Linked DNA regions of Sus scrofa: region 1 is linked to region 2. A link is a contact called in public HiChIP or PLAC-seq data. All regions are on one chromosome and are shown on one strand. The core of a region is the stretch at or near the end of the contact, and the rest is flanking DNA. Distances in the headings are between cores, read along the strand shown.

What was found. HiChIP or PLAC-seq counts read pairs in DNA pulled down with a chosen protein or histone mark.
Region 1: a contact with region 2 is called in an H3K27ac HiChIP or PLAC-seq map of skeletal muscle. The contact joins the promoter of NATD1 here to the promoter of DHRS7B in region 2. A contact is called at or near these places in 5 of 47 Hi-C or Micro-C datasets (blood, fetal liver, fetal skeletal muscle and 2 more) and 2 of 2 datasets of contacts at active chromatin or transcription factors (alveolar macrophages and skeletal muscle).

What each region holds. Positions count from the first base shown.
Region 1 is chr12:61,375,222-61,379,298 of Sscrofa11.1, forward strand. It overlaps NATD1 (protein NATD1), which reads right to left and starts at 1,814. Exons shown (of 3, transcript XM_021068053.1): 1 at 1,348-1,814. The coding sequence starts at 1,453.
Region 2 is chr12:61,318,839-61,322,957 of Sscrofa11.1, forward strand. It overlaps DHRS7B (dehydrogenase/reductase SDR family member 7B), which reads left to right and starts at 1,827. Exons shown (of 7, transcript XM_021068046.1): 1 at 1,827-1,931. The coding sequence starts at 1,912. It overlaps LOC110256147 (a long non-coding RNA gene), which reads left to right. Exons shown (of 3, transcript XR_002337423.1): 3 at 1-279.

The DNA of each region.
Region 1 (4,077 bases), core at 564-3,063, 56 kb after region 2:
CATGTGGAAAACAAAGAAGGAAAACCCCAAACATCCCCTTCTTCTTCTGTCTCGGGGGGTGTGCAAGGCCCCCTGAGCCCCCCGAGGGAATCACAGGCCCCTCTGGAGCCTCAGAAAAGAGGATCTGAAAGGCCACGAGGCCCCTCTGCACAAGGGTAGCTAGGGCCCTGAGTGTCATGACCCGCTGGGCCACCGTCAGCGCCAGGGGTGGAAGGACTTGCCGGCCCGTGGCCTGGCACTGGTGACGCTGGGCACGTCACTCCTTCCCTGTTGCCCCAGCCCGGGTTTACTCTGAATGTGGGCAGGGGGTGCCAACATCATACGGATGTTCTAACAGAGGTGTGCGGGGCCTGGCTCAGGGCACAGCTCAGCCCAAACAGGGGTCTGAGCAGCGGCTCTGCTCCAGGGCCCAGACCCTGTCCACAGGCAGGTGGGAAGAGCCCAGGTTCAGGAGTCAGACCAGCGGGGCCCCTGTCCCCGCTCTGCCTCAGTCCACGGCCTGGCATCAGGAAGCCTCTCCCTTCTTTTCTCAGAAATGGGTACAGCGGCCTGGAAGAGCCCTTTCAGCTTGAACACTGCCACGCACAGGGGGCCTGGCTTGGAGGGGAAAAAAGTCGTTAAAGCAGAAGGGGGTTCAGCTCTCCATTTTATCTTTCTACTTTCCATCCCCAAACCTCTTGGGCAGAGGGCCTGTGAGTTAGTAGGGGATGGAAGCGTTCTTTACAGGAAACGAAGATTTTTGCTTTCTGGTTTAAAAAACAATGACCAGCCTGTGTTTACCTGCACTTACTCTGTGCCGCCAGGCACTGTTCTGAGCCTTCCTCCTACTGTGGCATCTCATCCTTAAAATCAGCCAGTAGTTGTGCCCTGGTGTTATTCCCACTGTAGACATGGAGACGCTGGGGCGCACAGAGATGAGGCAACTTGGCCAAAGTCTCAGAGCCGCTGGGGTCTGATGGCGACATCGCCCCCCTGCCTCCCTCCAGGGCAGAAGCCCCGCTGTCCGCCTCGGGTGCGCCCAGCGGATTCTTTCAACCCCCTCGGTGCAGAAAAGCTAAGGTTCCCAGGGGCAGCCAGCAGCCACTTAACACGGGGGAAGGGGAAGGTCGCGGCCCACCCGCTCCCAGGACCCAGGCAGCAGCCCGGAAAAGAGCCGGGCGGAGCAGGTGCGGGGTTCCCGGCGCCTGCCTCCGCCTCCCCGGAGCCCTGCCCGCCCCGGTTGCCCCGCGTGGGCGCGCCTCTCCCGGTAGCCCGCCCCCGCCAAGCCCAGGAGTGCGTCCCCGGCTTCGCAGCGCGCGCCGCGGTCGCGCGCGCAGACAAAAGGCGGGGCGGCGGGCCCCGCGTTACCGTTGAGCCTGACGGTGAACTGGCGGCGACGACGGTCGTGCTCCACGCGGATGGGGCAGCCCTGCTCCGGCGCGCCCGGCGGCACGGCGGCGGGCGACTGCGCCATGGGCGCTCGGACCCGGGCCGGGGGCGCGCGGCGGGCCGGGGAGCGCAGCGGGGCCGGGGGCCGGCTCTGCAGGAGGCGCGCGCGGACCCGCACCGGGAGGCCGACCGCAGGCGGCGGCTCAGAAACTGACACTCGGCGGCGGCGGCGGCAGCAACAAAAAGGGGGGAGCAGGAAATCAGCTGTGCGGTCACGTGCGGCGCGCGGCCAGTGGGCGCGCGGCCGCTCTGTTTTGATACATTCCGTTCGGCTCTTAAAGGCGCCGCGCGGCTCCCAGCCCCGCGCCTGGGCCCTTGGGCCTCTGGCGTCCGGGCCGCTTGAGACGGGGCCCCCGCCCCGCCACCCCCCAGCCCCGCGGCCGCTTCTCAAAAAGGTGTGAAGACCTACCGGGCAGTTCCCGCCGATCCCCTCGCAGCCACCGCTTATTAAGCGCTTGCTGTGTGCCCGAGCGCAGCCAAGCCCCGGAAGCTGCAGGAAGCGCTCCTTGGAGACTCGCCGAGACCCTGGGAAGTAGGTGCGCCTGACTGCCTTTCACCGAGAGGACAGTAGCCCGGGGCAGTGAGAGACCTGCGAGGGTCACACCACGCTGCGTCGGGATTACTCCCGGAACTATCGCTCGGGGTCGGGTGAAATGTCACCTCTCCGCCAGGGACGGAGTGAGGGAAGTGCCTCGAGCTCCCCGGATCCACTCGCAGAGGGGGAAATTGAGTCCCGAGAGCGCGAGGTTCTTGCGAGAGGTGGGAGCCCAGGCTTCTTTTCTGAAAGGAGTTTTGGCCCCCTCTCCACTTGTCACACCAAAAGCTGCCCCCGGAGTCGCATGACTCCAGGTGACTTTTTACTAGTCTGTTAATGCAGGTGCAAGCATGACGTCACTGCCTGGTGACCACCGCCTACCTCCAGATAAGTAACACTGCGTTCTCCTTTCCCGTCAGTACCCCACCCCTTGAGCTAACCACTCTCCTTCTCTAATTTGCTTTTCCTGGAACCTCGTGTGAAAAGCAGCTAGAGGAGTTCCCTGGTGGCACAGGGGCTTAAGGATCGAGCGTTGTCACTGCAGCGGCTCAAGTTGCTGCTGTGGAGAGTTTCAGTCCCTGACTTGGGAACTTCTGTATGCAGTGGGCGCAGCAAATAAATCAGTAAATAAATACTCCAGCAGATGCAGTGTGTGCTTTCAGGGTCCAGTTTCTTTTGTTGAACATTTTCTCTGTGAGATTAACTCACGCTGTTGGGAGACGTTGTTGGGAGTATCTTTTCCATCACAGAATCATATTCCATTGTGTGCATATTCCACGATTTATTTACATTTTGGGCAGAACCCGGGGCATGTGGAAGTTCCTGGGCCAGGGCTCAAACCCATGCCACAGCAGTGGCAATGCTGGATCCTTAACCTGCTTTGCAGCTTGGAAACGTCCTCCATCGTTTGTTTATCTGGCCACTGTTGATGGGCATTTGGGTGGTTTTTGGATTCTGACTGTTAGGAGTAAAACTTTGGTGGACATTCGTGAACATGCGTCTGCGAGGCTGCCTTGTACCAGTGAGTTTTATGAGGCATTGCCAGACCTTTCTCCGAAGAGCTTGGTCCGTTTTCCACTCCTGCCAACAGTTTTGAGAGTTATTCTTGGGGTCATCAGTCTTTTTGATTTTAGCTCCCCTGACGGTTATGAGGTGGTCGCGCTCTGGCTTTAACTTGCCTTTGCCTGAAGGCTGATGGCGTTAAACCTTGTGTGTCCCCTCCTTGACTGTTTCGTTATCTAGTTTTGCGAAGTGCCTGTGTAAGTATTTTGCCTGTTCATTTTTTTTATTGCCGTTCTTCTTATTGTTTGGTTTTGAGTCCTTCGTTTGGACATATTTCTGGAGAATATACTAGCCTAGCAGATTTTTTTTAAAAAAACAAGTGTGTTTGGGAGTTCCCGTTGTGGCGCAGTGGTTAATGAATCCGACTGGGAACCGGGATGTTGCAGGTTCGATCCCTGGCCTTGCTCAGTGGGTTAAGGATCCGGCGTTGCTGTGAGCTGTGGTGTGGGTCGCAGACACGGCTCAGATCCCACGTGGCTGTGGCTGTGGCTGTGGTGTAGGCCGGCGGCTATAGCTCCGATTCCACTCCTAGCCTGGGAAACTCCATATGCCGTGGGAGCCGCCCTAGAAATGGCAAATAAATAAATTAATTAAAACAAACAAACAAACAAACAAAAACCAGGTGTGTTTGGAAACCAAACAAGACTGAGGAGTGAGCCATCATACACAGGAGACAGGGCGGGCTCCTGGGCTCAGAAGGGGTCTTGCGGAGCTGAGTCAGGGCTGGCTGCAACCTTGAGCAAGATGTCACCTGGCGTGTGTGTCTCAGGTGACTTCTGTCTTTCCAAGGAACCTAAGTGGTGTGGGGAGCCAGAACAAGTTTCTGGAAATTCTGTTAACTGGCCGTGCTGTTTCCCACACTGGGCCTTTGCAACGTGCTGTTGCTGAAACATCCCCTCCCCTGAAAAGCCCTCGTGGAAGCTCCCAGCCAGCCTGGGTCCAGGGGAGACACCTGGAAGGGCCAAGTGCAGGCCAGGTCAGCGTAAGAGCCCAGGATCCTCCCTGGTGAGGACTCCCTTCTTGCACTCCTACTTTTAAATGTCTGTTAGCTG
Region 2 (4,119 bases), core at 577-3,076:
TCCCCACATTCCTAACCCCCTTTGACCATTAATCTGTCACTACAAGGATGTTATATCAATGGAAACCTATGTATGTGACCTTTTGCAGCTGACTTTTCCCCTCATCGCAGTGTTCCTGAGACCATCCAAGCTGTTGCGTGTATCAGTACATCTTTCCTTGTCTTCCCTGACTCATAGTCCATGCTCAGGATGTACCACAGTTTGTTCAAGCAAGAGGGACATTTTGGCTTGCTCCCAAGTTTTTGTCTGTTACAAATAAAGTTTCTGTGAACAACTGTGTTCAGGTTTTGGTCTGTTCCTCCGTTTCCATTTCTTTGGGATAAATGTAATTAGTAGGTTGGATGTTTAGTTGTTTTGTTTTTAGAAACTGTCAAATTGTTTTCCAAAGTGTCTGTACTGTTTTATATTCCCACGAGTAATGCAAGAGAAACGCACTTCCTCCGCAGCCTGTCTAGCATTTGGTATTGTCGCCTTTTTTTTTTTTTTTTTTTTTTTTTGTCTTTTTAGGGACATACCTGCAGCATAAGGAAATTCCCAGGCTAGGGGCTGAATCGGAGCTGTAGCTGATGGCTTACACCACAGCCACAGCAGTGCCAGATCTGAGCCGCATCTGTGACCTACAACACAGCTCACCACAACGCCGGATCCTTGACCCACTGAGTGAGGCCAGGGATTGAACCCACAACCTCATGGTTTCTAGTCGGGTTTGTTTCTGCTGCACCACAATGGGAACTCCTACTATTGAGTTTTGAGTTCTTTATGTAATTTGGATATGAATCCTTTTTCAGATAAGTGATTTTCAAAGATTTTCTACTACTCTGTAGTTAGTTTTTGCAGCCCACTAACAGGGTCTTTGCACAGCAAATGAGTTGAATTATATCATTTTTATCCACTCTTCCAATCTCTCTTTTTTTTTCTTTTAGTATTGTAATTGTTGTTTTTCTTTTTGGCTGCACCCTTGGCATGTGGAAGTTCCCAGACCAGGGATCAAACCTGCATCATAGCAGTGACCAGTCACAGAAGTGACGACACCAGATGCTTATTAACTCATTAAGCCACAAGGGAACTCCTTAATGTAATTATTAATAAGTTATGGTTTAAGTGTGTCATTTTTTATTTTCTGCTTTCTGTTTTTCAGTTTAGTTTTTCGTACCTTTCTGTTACTTGAACATTTTCGGATTTCATTTTGATTTTTTTTTTTTTGGCTGCATCCACAGCGTGTGGGAGTTCCTGGGCCAGAGATCACACTTGAGCAAGAGCAGCTACCTAAGCCACAGCAGTGACAACGTTGGATCCTTAACTGCTAAGCCTCCAGGAAACTCTTCTAGAGCTTTCTTTAGGTTTGTGTTTTAGGGCTGCACCTCGGGCACATGGAAGTTCCCAGGCTAGGGGCCAATTGGAACTGCAGCTGCCGGCTTAAGGCCACAGCCACAGCAACATGAGATTGGAGCTGCGACTGTGACCTACGCCAAAGCACGACGCCGGACCCTTAACCCCTGAGCGTGGCTTCATGGATACTAGTTGGCTTGTTAACGCACTGAGCCGCAATGGGAACTCCCCACTGACTTTTAATTCACCTTTGTGCCAATATCACAGGCTTTAATTATAGTTTTATATGAAGCAAAGTACATTCTCCATCTTGGTGTCACCTGCACCCCCCACGAGTTCCCCTTCGCGGAACTCCGAGACGACGTTCCCCATTTCTCCCCGGAAGACTGAGGGGCAGCACTGACGTGAGAGGACGCTGCTCAAACCTCAGCGCGCAGCCCTAGCTACCTGCGCCTTACAGGGCGGGGCGTGTGTACTCCCGACGCGCATGCGCACCCCCAGGGCTGGGATTGGACGGAACCGCCTGGCTGGGCGAAGGGAAAATACGTCACGGGCGAGGCGGGACGATGGAGCTGACTCGCCATGGTCTCCGCAGCTACCAGGTAAGGCTGTCGGAGACACCGCCGTGGCCAGCGGCGCGGCGAGTCCGGCTCGAGCGCATCTCGCGTGCTGAGCGTAGAGAAGCGGTGGAGAGGCCGAAGCCCAGAGAGCCTTCCTCGGTGGGCCCAGCTCGGGCCCTTGCTCCGGAGTCCGGCTTGGCGTTTTCTGGTTGGGGAGCTGCTCCTTCGCTGAGCTGTGAGCCTCGGTTTGCGCCGCTGCAAGTGGGTGTAGGCAGGCGGTGGACCCAGTTTCCCCGACTCTCCTCGGTGCGTGTCAGCCCCGCCCCGTGCAGGCTGGCAGCACCTGTCAGGGTTCAGAGTTAGGGAAGCAGGTACTCTCTTTTCGGAAGCAGGGCAGGGGTAGCCACTGTGGATCTCTTACTCCTCCCGCCCTGGCTCTGCCACTTCCCGAGCTGTGCTGCTTGGGCTTGCGTCCTGAACTGTAACTTTGGGAATGATGCGTCCACTCCTGAGGCTGTCGTGACGCGTAATGAGATTGCGCGTGGCGCGTGGACCATACTCAGCTAGCGTGTGGCACAGAATAGGTAGTCAACAAATGGTCCTACCCATAGAGCCTTTCTTCAGTTCCCTTTCCTACAGTGATTTGACAGTTGACTAGCTACTTTTTTGTTTGTTAGCTTTTCAGCCGCGCCGAGGCATGCCAGAAGTTCCCAGGCCCAGGATCCCATCCTGTCACTGCGCCACAGCAGTGACAACCCCGGGTCCTTAAACGCTAGGCCGCCGGGGAACTCCTAGCAGTTTTTATTATTATTTTCTTTTTTTGCCTTTTCTAGGGCCGCTCCCGAGGCATATGGAGGTTCCTAGGCTCAGGGTCGAATCAGAGCTGTAGCCACCAGCCTACACCAGAGCCACAGCAATGCGGGATCCGAGCTGCGTCGGCAACCTACACCACAGCTCACAGCAACCCCAGATCCTTAACCCACTGAGCAAGGCCAGGGATTGAACCCGCAACCTCATGGTTCCTAATCGGATTTGCTAAACACTGAACCACAACGGGAACTCCTGACAATTTATTTTTAAAATAACTTTTGGGCGTCATATACACGTATGTTTCTTGAACATGATACTTCTCAGAGTTCTCTTGTGGTGCAATGGGTTAAGGATGCAGCGTCGTCACTGCAGCAGATTGGGTTGCTGCTGTGGCGCAGTTTCTGTCCCTGGCCTGGGAACTTCGAGCTGCTACATGCATGGCCAATACCCCCCAAAATTTGCTCTTCTTAGTGGAATTACAAAGACGTGTGTTTTTCTTCTTTCAGCCTGTGTGTGGGGAAAACAAAGAGGAAGTCAGTTTCTAGAGAAGTGGTAGATAGAGGAGTTCCCATTGTGGCTCATTGGTAATGAACCTGACTGGTAACCACGAGGATGAGGGTTTGGAAAAGACTTCTTTCCCTATTTATTTATTTATTTATTTATTTTATTTATTTATTTTTACTGCCTATATTTAGGGTAGTATACCTAGGAATAGACTCTGTAAGCCTGGACATAAAAGGGCTGGATGTTGGGGGGGTTCTTGTATTACTCCTCTGATTTTATCATAATTAACTTTTTTTTTTTTTTTTTCCTTTTTAGTCTTGCAGTCAAGGCATAGGGAAGTTCCTTGGCTAGGGGTCGAATCGGAGTACAGCTGTTGGCCTACTCCACAGCAACAGCAACATGAGATCCAAGCTGCGTCTGCAACCTACACCACAGCTCACCACAATGCCGGATCCTGAACCCACTGAGTGAGGCCAGGGCCCAAACCCACATTCTCATGGATACTAGTTGGGCTCGTTACCACTGAGCCACAATGGGAACTTCCCATAATTAACTATTTTTAATGAGGACGTCCATATCCCTTCTATTAGGCAAGAGATAAAGTGGCCTCTCCTGTGTCTGGGGAGTCTACCTGCTCGTTCCAATTAGGCTCCACATGAAGGACAGTAGAGTTTACTGGATCGTTAGTGGGGTCTTGAGTATGTAAGGTGTCTGCATGGGCTTGGGCTGCCAGCCAGATTCGTTCCTTTGGGGGAGAGAGTAGAGCTGAGCATAGCATAGATATCTTGCCAGGTTAAATCAGAAGAGGGGAACTCCTGTCATGGTGCAGCAGAAACACATCCGACGAGGAACCATGAGGTTGTGGGTTCGATCCCTGGCCTCACTCAGTGGGTTGACGATCTGGCGTTGCCGTGCT